Regions from separate parts of the Mus musculus genome. Here all the other regions are linked to region 2. The links are chromatin contacts, called in public HiChIP or PLAC-seq and promoter capture Hi-C maps. All regions are on one chromosome and are shown on one strand. Each heading gives the region's core, a stretch centred on a gene start, on an enhancer-like site or on the middle of the called end of the contact. The rest is flanking DNA. Distances are from core to core; before and after follow the strand shown.

The links. Promoter capture Hi-C pulls out the DNA fragments that hold promoters and counts their contacts. HiChIP or PLAC-seq counts read pairs in DNA pulled down with a chosen protein or histone mark.
Region 1: an H3K4me3 HiChIP or PLAC-seq map of bone marrow-derived macrophages shows a contact between it and region 2, with 3 times the contacts expected there. The contact joins the enhancer-like site here to the promoter of Sumo1 in region 2. A contact is called at or near these places in 5 of 39 promoter capture datasets (the 3T3-L1 cell line, the C10 cell line, frontonasal cranial neural crest and 2 more) and 3 of 115 datasets of contacts at active chromatin or transcription factors (bone marrow-derived macrophages, large pre-B cells and trophoblast stem cells).
Region 3: a promoter capture Hi-C map of liver shows a contact between it and region 2, with 7 times the contacts expected there. The contact joins the promoter of Cdk15 here to the promoter of Sumo1 in region 2. A contact is called at or near these places in 19 of 39 promoter capture datasets (the 3T3-L1 cell line, 3T3-L1-derived adipocytes, the C10 cell line and 12 more), 1 of 484 Hi-C or Micro-C datasets (bone marrow-derived macrophages), 7 of 115 datasets of contacts at active chromatin or transcription factors (bone marrow-derived macrophages, craniofacial prominence, embryonic basal ganglia and 4 more) and 3 of 9 other capture datasets (adipose tissue, embryonic stem cells and macrophages).
Region 4: an H3K4me3 HiChIP or PLAC-seq map of intestinal villus epithelium shows a contact between it and region 2, with 6 read pairs. The contact joins the promoter of Nbeal1 here to the promoter of Sumo1 in region 2. A contact is called at or near these places in 10 of 39 promoter capture datasets (the 3T3-L1 cell line, the HPC-7 cell line, embryonic stem cells and 6 more) and 1 of 115 datasets of contacts at active chromatin or transcription factors (intestinal villus epithelium).

Annotation. Positions count from the first base shown.
Region 1 is chr1:59,314,036-59,318,712 of GRCm38.p6, forward strand. All of the region lies in intron 10 of Cdk15 (cyclin-dependent kinase 15), which reads left to right. Among named protein-coding and RNA genes, the nearest start is that of Gm51625, 52 kb to the right of the region's middle. Within about 2 kb of position 1,621, at least 95 of the 459 cell types and tissues checked have an H3K27ac peak or open chromatin away from gene starts, as enhancers often do. A contact at or near this core is called in bone marrow-derived macrophages, where this site is marked.
Region 2 is chr1:59,669,484-59,673,636 of GRCm38.p6, forward strand. It overlaps Sumo1 (small ubiquitin-like modifier 1), which reads right to left and starts at 1,351. Exons shown (of 5, transcript NM_009460.2): 1 at 1,197-1,351. The coding sequence starts at 1,208.
Region 3 is chr1:59,254,008-59,258,455 of GRCm38.p6, forward strand. Cdk15 (cyclin-dependent kinase 15) reads left to right here and starts at 2,899. Exons shown (of 14, transcript NM_001033373.3): 1 at 2,899-3,091; 2 at 3,809-3,949. The coding sequence starts at 2,966.
Region 4 is chr1:60,178,075-60,182,297 of GRCm38.p6, forward strand. It overlaps Nbeal1 (neurobeachin like 1), which reads left to right and starts at 2,525. Exons shown (of 55, transcript NM_173444.2): 1 at 2,525-2,611; 2 at 3,389-3,680. The coding sequence starts at 3,630.

The DNA of each region.
Region 1 (4,677 bases), core at 371-2,870, 360 kb before region 2:
CCCATGCTGGCCTCATACATTACAGTGACCCTTCTACCTCAGCCTCCCACGTGGCATATCCCACCACACCCAGCTTACTTTTTGTCTTGTGGACAGAGTCTACTCTAACTGCCATTTGACTTAGCCTCTTGGTCCTGATGCTCATTTCTCTGAGGATTATTGGTGACTCTGTGTGTGTGTGTGTGTGTGTGTTCCTTGGCCAGTCACTTTGTTTTGTTTTGTTTTGTTTTGTTTTTAAGAAATATTCATTCCAGTCATTTGGCCATTTAGAAATCCATGTGCTGTGTACTACTGAGCTAAAGTCCTGCTACACTCTCTACCCAGCACAATCAAAGATGTTTGGCTGCTGTGCACTTGGGTGAACAGCACAGCCTCCATCCATTGGCCGATATTGCTAGGCCTTGCCTGGGTAAGTCTTGCCTGGGTAAGGAACCATACTGATTCTGGTAGAGACATTAAAAATCTCCCAGTGCTGACCCCAGTAAGAACTAGCTTTCTCCCAGTTCTAGTGAGCAGGGCTTTAGGCTGTGGCTGATTGTAGCTGCTTGTACCTGAGTGAGTCTGGAAGGAGAGAGGGATGTATCTTGAACAAGACTGCCCCTTTTCCCCTTCCTTCCCTCTTTCCTTCCTTCCTCCTTCCCCACTCCTCACTTTAAGCAAGCTGGCTGAGAACTGTCTGTCCTCCACTTCAAAGGGCCAGTTGTCTTATTTTGATGTGGGCAGATTGAGAAGTAGGCTTTGAAAAATAGACTCTTTTTTTGTTGTTGTTTAATCTTTCCTCCTGGGATGGCTTTCAGAGCGGTATATCCAAGTGTCAGTGCGGGGGGGTTCTGACGAGCCTGGATTCCCAGACTCTCAGCAGGATCATCCTCTAACAGAAATATAAAAGTGAAATATTAAAAACCCTGCGACGTGAACTCCATCTGCAGAGTAGCCGGGGCCTTGCCTGCTTGTGCCATGGGGGAAAAAAACAGATCTTGAAAAAAGAGGGAGGAGAAAAAGCTCTTTGACTAGGAGGTTTGCAGGGTTAGCAGAGCACGGTAACTTCCCCTCAAAGGAGTGGGTGTTGCTCTTCACCCCCACCCCACCCCAAACTCTCATCCTTTGACTCAGCCTCCAGCACTCCCTAGCCTCCTCCTGCAAGGCACCCCCCTTTCACATGCTAACGGAGGTGTCTATGATTGGCTGAACAATACACTGGTCACACTCATTAAAGGGCTGCTATCTTTCACACAATTAGCCAAGACACATTAATCAAGCTGACGGCACTGAGGCTGCTGGCCTGCATGGGGGAGGGGGAGATTTTAGTGACTCTCCCTAAGCAGCCCCAAGCAAAGATAGAGTCCTAAAGGGAATTCTTCTACCCCAATGTCTGAAGAGGTTAAAGCCCCAACTGACAAGGCTATCTGGGCTGGGTTTGTGGCACTGGAGAACCCAGAGGCTTAGAACAAACCAGATGTTCATCTTGGCTAAGGTCTATTAACCGAGAGACAGTAGTGTGAATTTGAGCAACAGAAGCCTTTAGATGTTTTTACAAAGTTCCCCCAGCCTTGGTACCTCCTCCCTCCATTCACAAGAAAATGCACTCAGAGTCATTGGAACCTCAGGCATTCTGAGGCCAACTAAACAGAGGCTATGCCCACCCACACAGTGCGGGTTTCCCTATCCAGACAGAAAGCCTACCAGAGAAGAGAAACAGACTCAGTTGAGACAATGTAACAACTGCTGTGGTGTTTGTCCTAAGCCCTTGAAGGGCATTAAAATATAGTTCATTCTGAGAGAAAATGAAATGGTAGCATTCATGCTTTTGATCACGATATATATATATATATATATATATATATATATATATATATATATATATATATATATATATATATATATATATATATTTAATTTTTCTTTTCCAAGTCCCCTTTTTGTCTAGATTTTCAATGGCAACAGACGACAAGGTCTTACCTTGGAGACCTGTTTGCTTCAAAATCACATAGGGCTTTTCAGGGAATCAGCTAAATATTTAGACGTGTCTCTGTTAACATATACGGAGGCCTGCTTCTCTGGAGGCAGTCCAGGCACCGTCTCATTAGATGCAAAGATCTTGTGATAAAGAGGAACTTTTTCTTCTGCCCACATGATCACAGCGCAGTTGTGGTTTTTAATGTGTCACTGACTGTTCGGTCCAGCCCTGTTTGCTCCCCTGAAAGGGTCTGCCGGGCTCTGTTTGCTTCCTTAAACACAGTTTTTGAAAGCTCTCACGCTGGGTGAGCTCAAATCCTAGCATTAAGGTACTGCTGAGTTCATTTCACCACGCTCAAAAGCGCTGAGTTTAAATCCCTCTCAATTCCATTTGAGGCACCAGAAGACTTTATCCTTCTTCACTAATGGTTCCAAGTTTACATCTAGATACTGGGGGTCAAGGACAGGAGAGGATTTAGAAATAACAGTGCGTGACATTAGTCAATGCATTTGCCAAATTGGCAATTAGTTCCTGATGTGCGTGCAAAGCACTTTACTCCTGTCTCTTTGATGCCTGTTCCCATAGAGAAGGGAGCAGCATCCACTGAGGCTGTTAGGACTTTTAAAGAAATATCTGCTGAAAAGCACGCCTGATTTCCTCATGAGCTCAGCCACAGGGAAGCATCCGGGATTAGGCTGGTTTTCAGTTCCAGGAAAGAGCACCTCATCTGGGGAGTTTTTTCACTGGGGGAACTTAGTGGAAGTCAAAAAGGCAAAAAAAAAAAAAAAAAAAAAAAAAGCTGCACGCAGAAAAAGCCCAGAGGCACAGGCACCGGAATCCATCTGTGCCCTTGCCCACACCCTGTTGTGTTTTGTTTTTTTGATTTTTTTTTTTTGGTATGCTTGCTTTTGCAACTTTTAACCACTAGGTGGAAGCAAGAAATAACTGGGAAGGACAGCAGCAATCTAGTCAGATGGTGGAGCTTCACTCCTGAATTCTCCTTCTGACTGTAAAACCACTTTAAGATGTTCCCTGCATGTATATGATCTCAGGGCTGATTGTACATACAGGTAACATTAAATGGACTAAGCATGTTGTATTTATGTATTTAGGGATAGATCTTGAATTTGAGAGAGGGAGAGGGAGAAAGAGAGGAAGAAGGAGAAGGAGAGGGAGAGGGAGGCATGGGGAGATACATGTACAAAGTTGGAAGGAGGAAAGGGAGGAGGGGAATTATGTAATTATCATTTCATATATATGGTATAGATATAGATATGTATGTATATATATGGCATATATATGGCATATATATGGCATATATATGTATGTATGTATATATATATATATGTATGTATGTGTATATATATATATGTATACATATATATATAACAGTGTAAGAGCTGTGGGAGTCATGCAGGAGACAAATACTGGACTGAAAATCATCCTCTCCCCAAAAGGGATAAAAAACCATTAATGTGTTGGTTCAGAGAACTCTGAGCAAATCGCAGAATCCAGGCTAACACTGCCTCTGCTCTGGTGTCAGCTGCAGCCATGAGTAACTTGCTGAGAGAGAGAGATTTCCTGGGCTGAACTCAGAGGGAGGGAGCTACCTTCTGAGTGGAAAGTCCAAGTTCCTCCATTTATTGTCTGGGAGAACTTGAGGGAGTTTTTTACTTTCAGTTCTCTGAGCCATAAAATGGGAGCTAGCCTATCATTTAAAACATATTCCCTGTGTACCAGGAAGTATACATAAGTATATGCACAATATGTAATGATACATATATACAGTATACTACATATTATATATAATATTTATTGCACATAATTGCTAATCTCTACTGCTACTTGCCTGGGTCAGTGTTGGAGGACAGGTGAGGACATGCTTTCCCAGGCTCACAGAGAGACGTTTCCTGACTGAAAAGGACGGGAGTCAGTATCCAGCTTTGCTCTATTTCTCTTTATCATATTGTTTCCCTGAATCTTTTTACAGCACAGTACTGAAAAATTATCATTGAACTGTATCTGCCACAGAGCCTAGCTTCTCAGAAAAGCCCCACCAAAGCTATGCTTCCATTCTTGTTGCCACAGTGTTCGAGGCCAGCTGCTCAGTGACCCACCATGGTATAGCTACCACGACGGGTGTTGAAGAACACACTGTCTCTTTTCTTTATAGTTAGAACCTTGGGGATCCTGGCCTCTTTCAGGAAGCCCAGCGTACCTTGAGGCACCACAACTGACTTTTAGTTTGCCTTGCGTGGGCCCAAACGTTGTCTGGATTCCCACATCGTTAAAGTTGATGTTCAGGTTTTTAAGCACCTACCTATGTGTGTCTGAGTGCCTGTTAAGCCTGTACCTGTCCGTTCCCCACATCTAAACTGCCATCATATGCCTACCCACCTTGTGCCTGCAGAGCCTTCCCTAGAAGAACCCTCATTACTCGCCTGCCAGGAACGCAGCAGGGCCACGTAAATCCGCTGTGTCGGCATCGCCACTGCTTTTTTTGCTAAAATATGTTACAAGAAAAAGATTTCTAGAATTTCCTAGAGGCCAAGCCAGTGACTTCTAGTCCTTCCAGAAGAATTTTGCACATGCCCCTTAACTGGTACATGAAATTAATCAGTAGATAGTTGTAAAATGAAGCCATCTTGCTTTGATTCATAACCACCTTATCAAATGGCAGCAATGTTACCATCCATACTTTGTTTTCGTTGTGAGCCTAG
Region 2 (4,153 bases), core at 101-2,600:
TGAAGTTGAATGAAAAAGTTTACTGAATAATTATCACAAAAGAAGAAAAAGTTAAAAAAAAAATACTCTGAAAATTAAGTCATCTGAGCAAACCAAAGCAAAGTCAGACCAAAACCTTATGTATATAAAAACTAGCCACAAAGGTAGTAACTAAAATAGGATGAAGAAAAATTTAGGTGGCAAGGAGTCACTCCTATTTGAAGGCAAATACCATGCAAATCCTTGATTCCAAAACCGAGACACACTGTTTTACTACTAATTGACAGCTTTCTGCAAATATTCTGCAATTGTACAACACGGATAACTTTTTTTTTCTCTATTTCTTCGAAAATTAGTTCAGAAACTTCTGGAAGAGAGGTTTGGGGGTGCATATAATCTAAATGCGTCATCTGATTATCAAAGAACAAAAAACGTGCTATATTTTTTTTTAAAGTGCCAAGCATCTGCTGGTTAAAGCCCAGACGAAATGGCTTGTTGGTGGTGGCACTCCATACACAGTTTGCTGTTTCTCGGTTATTCTGAGCGCTCTGAGAACTGGAGAGTTGATGGACCAATCCCGAGTAAGAAATGGAAAGTACAGCGAAAGAGCGGACCGTTCCGCACCCCCGGAAGGAAAAAAAAAAAAAAAAGACTGAGGTGTGCAGAGATGGACGGACCCTCCAGGCAAACACAACGGAAAAGCAGCGTCCTCTGGGCTCCCAGTCACCTCAGACACGGCTCCCCGGCCGCCCCCCACTCTCCGGGACCAAGAACCCAAAGTGGAGTCGAGCTGCTTTTCAGGGCCACCTAGCCTCCCAGTCGGGGATTTCCCTCCCGTTACATAACTGGGCCTAGGGCCTGGTTTCTGCCATCCGTCGTCCGAAGGGAAACGGTCGTTTTCCCCTCAGCTTGCTCTCGGGGACAAGGGAGCGGGCCTGGGCCCCCTGCGAGCCCGCGAGAAACCTGGGCGCCGTCGAGAGAGCCCCGGCGCCGGGTGGCGCGGGGGTAGGGGCCTCGGAGAGGGGCGCGGAGGGCGCGTGGAACCCAGAGCCCCGGGGTCCCAGGCGGCCTGGCCCGACTCCGCCAGGCGCCCCGCGTCCCTCGCGGCCCCCTCCCCACGGGCAGCCCCCTTCTCCAGCCGCCCCCTCCCCCGCGCCTCAGTCCAGGGCCCCAGCCCGCGGCCGACGGCCCTGAGCCCTAAGGCCCCGGCCCGGTACCTGGTCAGACATGGTGACGTGGATTCACCCGGGGGTCTCCGCACCACTGCGGCCTCCGGCAGGCAGAACCTCACTCTGAGGTTTACAAATCCGTCCCTTCTCTACAGCACAACACCGCGGCTGCAGGGACTTCCTCTACGTCTTGCGTCACTTCCGCTGCGCGCAGAGGCGAGTTAGCGAAGACGGGAAAAGGAAGCGGGAAAACGCCGTAAGGAAGGCCGGGGGCTAAAATCCTCCAGGTTGTAAACTACTTGCCTGGAGCAAGAGAACTGCTAGGACTTCGGAGGGAGGGAGAATCAGGCCCGCTGCCGCAGCCCTCAGGGAGACCAGCGCTTTGCCTGCAGGCCGAATGTCTGGGGTCAAACTGACTGCTTAGGCTCCTCCCGGTGGGACGACTTGCGCGCTTCTGAGGCCCGGACCAACCCTCACTGAATATAGTGAATTACCCGTATAGTATTTTTATAGGCCCCTCATGCTTGCTGTTGCCACATTCGTGACTCCGGGTGATAGAGGCAGAGGCTACCGGATCTCTGTGAGTTCGTGGCCATCTTCATCTACAAAGTGAGTTCCAGGACAGGACATAGAACCCTGTTGGGGGCGGGGGAGATGAGGGGGCACAAAAAGACGACCCTTCAGGACACATCTTTTGTTCTTGTGTTTTGAGGCAGGGTCTCACTAATAGCCTTGGCTATTATAGAACATTGCAATGTCAACCAGACTGGCCTCCAACTCGTAGAGATCCTCTTGCCTCTGCCTCCCAAGTGCCACCACACCCCCAGCTAGAACAAAGTCTTGGTGGCTACAGACAACTAAAATGCTACTGAAAGTTTTGAAGTTGTAGGCAGGAGCGCCTTCCAACGCATAAACTAGTTGCCTTGTGTCATAGAAAGACCTAAACTGCTTCCTTTGAATACAGTGACCTTGCACAAGCATTCAAGGAGGATTAAGGTTATAATAAGTAAAGGGGGAAAAATGAAAACTTAAATCAAAAACCCTTCACAGAACAAGACATTAGTAAAATAATCTTTTCTGTAAATAGTAATGAGCCAACTATAAATGACCCAGTAGTCAAAGAGCACTGGCTACTCTTCCAGAGGACTCAAGTCTGAGTCCCAGCACCCATGCATGCATTCAAAACTGCCTGTAACTCTAGTCCCAAGAATCAGATACTTTTTTCAGCACCAAGCCAAAGCCTGAATGCGGTTCATAAACACATTCAGACAAAAACACCCATACAAAATTAAAAATTAGTAGGTACAATATAATTACTAATGAAAATACTGAACATTCACATGCGAAAGGAGAAAGAATTTAAATCCCTATTTCACTGCATATACAAAATTAAAATGTTTCAACGGTGTTTATGTAAGACTGTTTTAGGGTTTTTTTTTTAAGATTTATTTATTTATTTTATGTATATGAGTACACTGTAGATGTTGCAGATGGTTGCAAGCCTTCATGTGGTTGTTGGGAATTGAATTTAGGATCTCTGCTTGCTCCAGTCAGCTCCGCTCACTCCAGTCAACCCTGCTCTCTCAGTCCCTGCTCACTCTGACTCAAAGACTTATTTATTATTATTTGTAAGTACACTGTAGCTGTCTTCAAATGCTCCAGAATAGGGTATTAGATCTCATTACAGATGGTTGTGAGCTGCCATGTGGTTGCTGGGATTTGAACTCAGGACCTTCGGAAGAGCAGTCAGTGCTCTTACCCACTGAGCCATCTCACCAGCCCTGTTTTAGGTTTTTTTATTGCTGGAAAGAAACACGATGTGCCTTTGCACATTGAGGAGGAAAGAGATTATTTGGCTTACAGGACAGGAACTCAAGCATGTGGGAACCTGGAGGCAGGAGCTGGTGCAGAGGCCATGGAGGGTGCTGCTTACTGGTTTACTCCTCAGCCAGCTTTCTTTTGGAACCCAGGACTACCAGCCTTGTATGGTATCACTCACAATGGGCTGAGCCTCACCCATTGATCACTAATTGAGAAAAAAAGCTGGATCTCATCAAGATATTTCCTCAATTATGACTCCTTCCTCTCTGATGACTCGAGATTGTGTCGAATTGACACACAAAACCAGCCAGCACAATGTATGTAAGTATGATTAGAATATATATGTAATATTCATATATACACATGTATCACACATAATTATAATATATACATATGATATGTACATATGTAATATATACATACACACACACATATTTAATGTTTTTCAAGACAGGGTTTCTCTATATAATAGCCCTGATTGTCCTGGAACTCACTTTGTAGACTAGGCTGGCCTTGAACTCACAGAGATCCACCTGCCTCTGCTTTTTAAGTGCTGGAATTAAAGGGGTGCAACACTATACCTGGCCAGAAAATAATATATTTCAAAAGAAAGATTATTCTTTGAGTATGATCCACAGAGTCATCTAAGGTGTAATGTCAGGGAAGCAATTGGTTATGGTGCTGAGTACTAAGAGAAAATAGGCTTGATATTAGAGATCTGGGCTCTTTCATTCTGGCCTGTGGCACTGGCAAGATGGCCAAGTGGGATAGTGGCCTTTGTACTGCCAAAGCTCCACAGTCATGGACAGGACCTGAGTGGCTAGCTAAACAATACCAAAAGCCTGTCTGGGCACAGCCCTGAAGGGTGCCCCTTTGGAGGCGCTTCTCATGTGAAGAGGATTCTACTGGACAAAGTAGAAGTTGAAGCCAAAGAGCCTAATTCAGCCATGAGGAAGTATGTCAGGGTCCAGCTGATCAGGAACAGCAAGATGGTCTCAGCTTTTGTGTCCAGTGAGGAAAACAGTTATGTTCTAGTTGCTGGCGTTGGTCAGAGAGGTTCAGAGAGGTTATGCAGTTGGTGATATTCCTGGATTCTGCTTTGAGAGTATTAAAGTAACCAATGTGTCTCTTTTGGCCGTGTACAAAAGCAAGAAGGAAAGACCAAGACTGTAAGTTTTTATAAT
Region 3 (4,448 bases), core at 1,649-4,148, 410 kb before region 2:
TCTGAAGGATATTTTACAGTTTCCCTTCAGATGTCCTCTCTAGTTGGTAAACAACAATTTAATCCTTCAGAAATAAACCATCTACACACACACACACACACACACACACACACACATACACATATATACAAAGAGAAGTTAATTAACTAAAATAATCCTCTATTCAAGCATGTTTGTGAGTTAACTACACAATTCCTTCAGCTTACACAAATGCTGGCCATTTTGAATTTTTAAAACTTATTTGGTTTGGTGTGTCACCTGTACTTCTGGCAATTGGGAGGCTGAAGCCAGAGGCTTGCCACAAGTGCCAGACTTCTGAGGGCTACCTAGTGAGTTCCAGTCTAGCCTGGGCTACAGAATGAAATACTCTTCCACCCCTTCCCACACCCTAATCTAAAATTTATGAAATTATCTTAAAGCAGAACTTAGCTTATATTTCTTTCTTTCGTTTTTTTTAGTAAGGTCTTAATATGTAGTGCAGCCTGGCCTCAGACTCAGGATCCTTCTGTCTCACGTTCCTAAATGCCCAGATGATACATAGGTCTCTGTCACCACATCCAGCTAGGATGTAATTTGTCTATGACAAAATCCACCATCATCTTTGAGGAAAGAATCAACAAGTTGCATATGTCATGGTGTGCACATGGCCCTCAGAGGACAACTTGCCAAAGTTAGTCGGTTCCCTCTTCCCACCTTTAGGTTCCAATATGGAAAGTCAGGTCAGCAGTTTTGGTGCAGAGTCATCTACCCAATGGACCAGCTCACCAGATCTGAATGAGCGTTCCTGACAAATTTTATTACAATGAATACGTGAAAAATTATTATGATGAGAAAGAACTTCTCTCTCAGTTGTATGTCAGTCAAAAGTTTAGCTGCTTTTGAGGTGTAACTGATTTTATGCCTAGTCCCTATCCATTGTGCATCATTGGTCTCTTACTTTCTCTCTCTAAGTGTCTCAAACTTTATTTAGTAAATCCTTGAATGGACTTGCCTTAGATCGTATGTAGCAAATTGTTTCTCTTTTTGTCTTTGTTTTGACTCTGGAACCCAGACTGACCTCTAACTCATGGCAATCGTCTTGCTTGTTTCCCAAGTGCTGACAATGAAGGCATGGACCCTATACCTTGCTTGCTTGCTTGTAGCTATTTTGAAATAAAACTTAAAATATATGCTCAAGGTTAATGTCTTAGGGTTTCCATGGCTGTGAAGAAACACCGTGACCATCGCAACTCTTATAAAGGAAAACACTTAGCTGGGGCTGGCTTACAGTTTCAGAGGGTCAGTCCATTAGCATCAAGGCAAGAAGCATGGTGGTGATGTGCAGGCAGATATGGTGCAGGAGAAAGAGCTGAGAGTTCTACATTTTGATCCACAGGCAGCAGGAGACTACTGGGGCTAGCTTGAGCATATGAGACTTCAAAGACCACTTTTACAATGAAACACTTCCTCCAACAAAGGCACACCTACTCCAACAAAGCCACACCTCCTAATGCCTTCACTGCCTATGGGCCAAACATTCAAATGTATGAGTCTATGGGGGCCATTTCTATTCAAACCACTACAATTAGATCACATAAAAGTAAAGATTTAACGGAGGAAAGTTCAGAAGTTAACTATCCAGGGTACTGTTGTGATAACACATAGCCCCCTTTCTCATATTGTTGTGTATGTTATTGTGATTGACATATTATGATGGAAATAATATTATGCACCTCTCATAGAAAAAGAGTTCTATCTACAATCACAGACTACAAAGCAGTTTGATCCAGATTAGATTCCTAGAAATGCCAAGTACTAATATAGTATTTATAGACACTAAACATTAATTATACTGATATGAAAGGAAGGGAGGAATGGGGGAATGAGGAGATATGTGCATGTACACACACATCACACTCTCACACACACCACACTCTCACAAACTCTCACACAAACACTCACACATATACCAAACTCTCACACACACCACACTCACACACACCACACTCTCACACAGTTTCTGTTTCCTCTTTATTTGAAATTTGAAAAGAATCTCATTATGTAGTCCAGACTAGTCTTGAACTCATCACCCTGCTGTTTCAGTCTCCAAAGTACTGAGATTACAAGTGTGCCACTGGGGGTTGGGGAGATGGCTCAACAGTTAAGAGCACTGTCTGCTCTTCCAGAGGTCTTGGGTCCATCATACCCAGCTCAAACTCCGCTCTCCACCCTGACTCTCCACTATTTGTAGAGTATTAGCAACACAGGTAATCACTAGTGTTTGAAGGAATAGCTTTGCCCTGTCAGACTGAGATTGACTTTCGTTTGGAGGCAGAGAAGGAGTCAGAATCCTCAGCTCTCTTTCCATACCACCGTTCTGTGGTTCCTTTGACTCTAAAAGTTGGCTAGTTTGCAAACTCATTTTAATGTTGGAAAAACCAATCTGAGTCAGATGGCTCTCATCTGCAATCCCGGGACTGGAGAAGCTGAGGCAGGAGGATTACCTCCACTTGGAAACTAGCTGGGCTGCTGGGAGAGACTGCCTCAAAAGAAAAACAAGTTTGAAACCCAAGAGGCTTTCAGATGAAAGCAAGGGATAGAACACCCCTCAGCATGACCACTTTAGCCCCAGGGTAGGCCAATAAACACTAGGGTTATGCACATTCTGGGAAAGCGAGTGTATCCACAGAACTGACTTGTGGCTGGAGTGAGAGAGAGCTTACTCCAGTGTGCCCAGTTGTATTCTCTCGGGCAGAGCCTCCTTGTTTTTGAGTGTGCACACATGAGCGCTAGCTGCTGCGGTTCTGATGCATTCTTTGCACTGATGAGCTAAAACTGCTGAAGTCATGAGACTGCTCCAGGCAGAGCCCTCGTGTGAGTCACAGAGAAGCTCCTCTCTGCTGACCTCTGGCAGAGGGGGAGCAAATGAGAAGAGGCGGGTGGGAAGAGGTTCAAGGGCGGGTTTTCTCCTTGAACCTGGGCTAGTATGGGTCAAGAGCTGTGTGCAAAGAGGCTACAGCCAGGATGCAGTTGCTACCACCGTTCGGAGGGAGGGGAGGCGCACAGCTGTCAGAGAAGCCAGCCTGGAAGCACCGAGCCTGCTGTATTCGAGGTACTCGTATCCCGGGAGGAGCATCTTTCTTTATTAGTAAACCAAGCAATTCAGACAGACACTCCCTTTTGTAACAGAGTCTTATTCCTCTGCGGTAGGTCTAAACTCATAAAAAGAAAATTCTATTAAAGTCACAGAGGATTTATGGTTGTAGTTATCAAGTTTGGGGATGTACTTGTAAACCAGAAGAGGGGAATAAGCCTTGGGTTTGGCCGCTTTTGACTTGAAATAGAGAAAGTGGTTCTTCTCTGGACGTCTCTGAGCCACTAAATTGCAGGGCTGAACTGTAGAGGGCAAGCTGCCATACCGGTAGGTCCGCTGTGGATTCTCAGTTTCAGTAATTAGCTCGTGATTATTAGCAGTATCTTACTAAATTATTCTAAGGCATTACATTAAGTACCAAGGAAGGTGGGCAGGTACGGAGGAAACTGAGTTAAATGAAGAAATTGGGAGACACCCTTAAGGAGACTGGGTTAAACTGTGTAGGTGAAGGAAAAATTTAGTATTTCAGTAATTGGTACCATGGTTGTCTCTAAGAGATCTGACTTTCAGGAAACCTGCCTTTCAGGGGTGTGGGAAGCTTACAAACAATCAAACCAAAAACAAACAAACAAACAAACAAACCAAAAACAGGCAAATAAAACAAAGAAAAGGTTTTGCCAGCCATCACATTGTGACTTTGTACACATTTTGCTCCTGTACGTTCTTTTCCTCTAGCTAACAGAAGCATCCAGTTCCACGGCTTCATTTCACCCCAGGGGACTGGAGGCTGCCAGTGCCCAGAAGTTGAAGAGTAAAAGGCCCCGGAGTAACAGTGATTCTTTTCAGGAAGAGAATCTGAGGCAGGGGTTGCCATGGGTGAGTGAACTGCTGACAGGCATCAAGGAGAATTTCATGGGTGCCTGTCTAGGGAAGCTAGCCCTCACCTTCCAGGGATGCCTGTGTGGGCTTGCAAGTGCACTTACACATAGACAGATACACAGACATACACACACATGCACACACAGAGAGACAGTCACACAGACACACATGCACAGGCACATATACAGACACACACATACACATACACATACAAACATGCACACACACACACACACATGCACAAACAGGCATGCACACACAACACTCAGACATATACAGGTACACATGCAGACAGACACATACACATACAAACATGCACACATACACACACACATGCACAAACAGACATGCACACACAACACACAGACATACACAGGCACACATGCAGACAGACACATACACATACAAACATGCACACACACACATGCACAAACAGGTATACACACACAACACACAGACAGACATACACAGGCACACATGCAGACAGACAGACACT
Region 4 (4,223 bases), core at 1,275-3,774, 510 kb after region 2:
CTGCTTTCCAGAAGATCTTCAATCCAAGCACCCATATGATGGCTAATACCTGTCTGCAACTCCAGCCCCAAGGATACCCTCTGTAGGCACTGCACTAACATAGGTGGAACACACAGGGGTATGTGAGTACACAGACATTCATGTCACATAAAATAAAATCTACAAATTAAAAAAACAAAGAAGCCCAACTGTGGTGGTGCATATTTTGAGTTCTAGCATTCTGGAGGCCGAAGTGTACAGATCTCTATGAGGTCAAGACCAGCCTGGTCTACTTAGCAAGTTACTACAGGCTAGCCAAGGCTACATAGTGAAACTCTGTCCCAAAGCTAGCCAAGGAACTTTGAAGGTATACTTTGCAAACAACTTGTTCTTAACTCTGTCCTGATGGAGTGAAAGTAACTAAGGGCAATGGTGAACAGGTGTGGCAGTGTTAAGAAAACTTTCATCTAACACTCACATATCAACGGGAGAAGAGGCCTTTCAAACCTTATAAAGGCACATTTGTTCTTCATATCACAGAAAGAAGTCTTCAGGCACACATTGTAAATAGCTAGCTCAGCACTGCTAATGGTTTGCTTGTTTTGTGTTAACCCTTAGCCCAGTTGATCCTAGGGAGGAATACAGGGCTTTGTGCTTTTGAGACTATGAGGCAAACACACACACACACACACACACACACACACACAGAGAGAGAGAGAGAGAGAGAGAGAGAATCAGCAGACAAAGAAGCTCCAACACTGAGAATCTCAGAGACAAGGCTGCCCACCTGACCAGAGAAGGAAGAGTATAAACTTTGGAATGATTGATTGCCTCTGTTTCCACTCTGTTCCAGCCAAACTGGCTGGAGATCAGAAGGTAAGTGAATAGGCTGTTGTTAATCAGTTGTCTCCTCAGATCACAGGGTTTTTAAATAATGTTACTGAAGCTTAATGATTTAATTCCCGTCCTCTACTCATTGATGTTTGTTGTGAAGGATAACGGGAACTCTACATTTTGGTGACAGAATCACAAAATTTACTTTCACCTTTGATATCCAAGCTACTGCATGGTCTGCAAAACGGAATTATTTATCCTGTGATTCTTGACAAGAAAAACTTGTAGATTAATCTAATAAGCGAGAATAGATAAGGGCTGGAAGATGGCTCAGTGGTTAAGAGCATTTGCAGCACACAAGACAATGTTCCCAGCACCCATGTCAGGAGCCCCCACCCCCACCCAGACCTCCAGCTCCCAGGGATAAGATATCTTCTGGCCTCAGAGGGTATACAAACATATGTGGCACAAGGACGCACACAGGGCATGTGGGGGCATTAGTATATTTTAAAAATAAAGGTCACATAGTGAACCCCCATGATGGCATTAGTAGCTTTACATTTATTTATCTATTGTGCATGTGTATATGCCAGAGGATAATTTTCATGAGTAGGTTCTTGCTTTCCATTTAGTGAGCTAGGGTCTCTTGTTTGTGGCCAGGGCTCGCTGGCCCTCCAGTCTCCATCTTGCATTTCAGGAGGTCTGGCTTGCACAGCAAGTCATCTCCCTCCCTTTCCTTTCTTCTTCTTTTCTTTTGTGGCAAGGTCTCATGCGGCACAGGTTGGTCCCAGACTTGCTAGGTAGCCCATGTCAGCGCTGAACTCCTGATCTCTCTCCCTCCATCTCCTAAGTGCTAGATCACAGACCTGTTTCTTCAGGGTGGCTTCGATTATTTCTGAAGCTTAGTGATTACATATAGAAGTTCATTTTATTACTTTGTTTCCTTGTGTGTGCTTGTTAGGAATCAAACACAGGGCATCTCAGATGCTAAGCTGCTCTAAAACTGATTTTTTTATATGTTTGTAAAATTTCACAATAGTTTCTTAAATGTTTAGATTTAAAAGGTTAATCTTACGCTTTTCTCCTCTCTTAAAACAATAGCAACAACAACAACCTTAAGAAAGTGTGTGCAGCTAATAAGACTGCCTTTTGCTTCTTTTTCTGAAAGACGGAACTCATTCCGTACAGCAGTCTCCTTGGAACAGACACAGAATGGCAGTGACAGTACAAAGGCAACGACGCCAGAACAGGTAAAGATTTCTTTTCTTCTTTTTTCGCTTTTGAGCTCTGTCCCAGGACCAATCCCATTTCTACAAAGAAATCAAATCGAGATCCCTTCGAGACGCCCTAGGGTCGCCGGTCCTCAGCTGATTCGCAGAGGCGCCGCCAGGCGAGGAAAGTTCCGTCCGCCCCACCTAGCAGGGGCGGGGAGCGACGTCAGCACGTCGGCCCTCACGTCCAGCTGGGTGACTACTGACCGGAATGCCCAGGCTGGCTCCGACCGCTTTCAGAGCCTGAGCGAGGGCACTGCGGCTGCGCAGGCATGCCGGGGGAGGGGCTTCGGGGCTGAGCGGCCCTCGAGGAGCGGCTGCCGGAGGGCCGGGTAAATCCCCAGAGGCCGGAATGATTAGCCCAGGGGCTGCTCCGCCCCTGGCTCCTCCCACCCCGCGTCGGCGCTACCCCGCCTCCGCCTCCGCCTCCCGCCCGGCTTCGGGGTGACACGGGGCTTCGCCGCGGGCAGGGCGGAGGGCAGCAAGTTAGCCCGCGGCGGGGTGGCGCCGGCGGGCCTGTGAGCGTGGTGAGGGGACGCCGAGGTCGGGCGGAGGCTGCCGCGGGGCGGGAAGGCCCGGGGGAATGCGGCGCAGGGCTGCAGCCTGAGGGGCGGCGGCGGCGGGCGAGGGGGCGCGGCCGGCCCGGGCGGGTCTGGCTGCGGCCGGTTGGCGTGGGTCCCGGGTCTGGGTCCCAGAGCGCTCCGGGCCGCGCTTCTGAAGTTGATTGGCACGCCTGACGTTTGTCTCTCTTGTTCGTAACGGGGACGCAGGGAGGAAATGGAAAGGTCCCCGGACTGCTGCGAGGCGGGGTCTGGGGTCGTCCCACGGGAGGTGGTCCTTGCCACGGTGTGTGAGCCCCTTTCTTCTTGGGTGGAGAGGTGGAAGCCAGGTAGGCAGGATGACTTTCGCTGTGTGGATGGTTAAAACAAACAAACCAGGAATTCCTCGGGCCCTCCCCCCACGCCCTGCCCTGCAACGCAGCAAACATTCCCAGCAACTTTTAAGAAGCTGGCGAGAAATCTCGGATATTTGTTGTGTTTGATCTGTGCTCCTGGTTAAAGGAAGGCGTGAGTAGGGAGCCGTCTTCCTTCCCATCTACCGCAGTTTTGGTTGTGAATCTGCCTGGAAGGTTTTAGTATTTTATGTTGATCATTAGTCGTGGTGTGCCAAACAGGAGTTTCTGGAATATCTAATCACATTAAAAATTTATCCCTTTGAATGGGGTGATCAAGGCAGACGGATATCTGGATTTTTTTTTTTCAAATGTGGCTTAAAAAAACTTAGGATATTTTTGTATTTCACAGACCTATTTACGAGACCAGCTACCCCTGATGAAGAAGTGTTGGAGTAGTTGCTGAAATTGACCCTTATTGACCTGAGACAGTCTTATTTGTTCTACGAATTTTTTTTTTTGTTTTTTTTTTGTTTATTCCACTGCTTTGAGCTTTACTGTAACGGCTGATAAACTTGGAAAATAAAGTAATATGATATGGTCTTGAACCGTCTTTTTGAGGAAATATTAAAGTACCAGAGTGGAAAGCCAGAATGGCAGCCAGAGAGAGGCTCTTTGAACTTTGGATGCTTTATTGTACAAAGGTAATTTGCTTTCCTTTTATTTCTGTACTTAAAATTACTTGATTATAAAATTTTGTATCCAGCATTATGACCTTATTGTGTAGTGTGTTTGTGCATATTGATAATCCTGAACTGGCAGGTGTGGTGGTGCATACCTTTAGTCCCAGAACAGAGTCCTAGAACAATGCCGGGCCAGGTGGTGTTATGTGAGTTTGAGTCTATCCTAGTGGACGTAAGACATTTCCAGGACAGCCAGGGCTGCAATTCTCAAAACAGAACCCCAAACAACTCCCCCATCCTGAATTTAAAAAACATGCAAGAGAAATAAATAAATTTTAAAAAACATGTAAGAGATCTTGAATTTCCCATATTTATTTTTCAGTTTTGAGTACATTGACAATATTGGCCTGCTATTAAAAACTTACAAATATTTCTTTGATATATCTTCAGTGATCTCAAAATTATATAGGTAGATTGTACCTATAAAAGAAAAATAAAACTCTTATTGTTTGTAGGATATGTGGGGGGGCCACATGGGTGCCTTGGTACTTTTTTAGAGGTCAG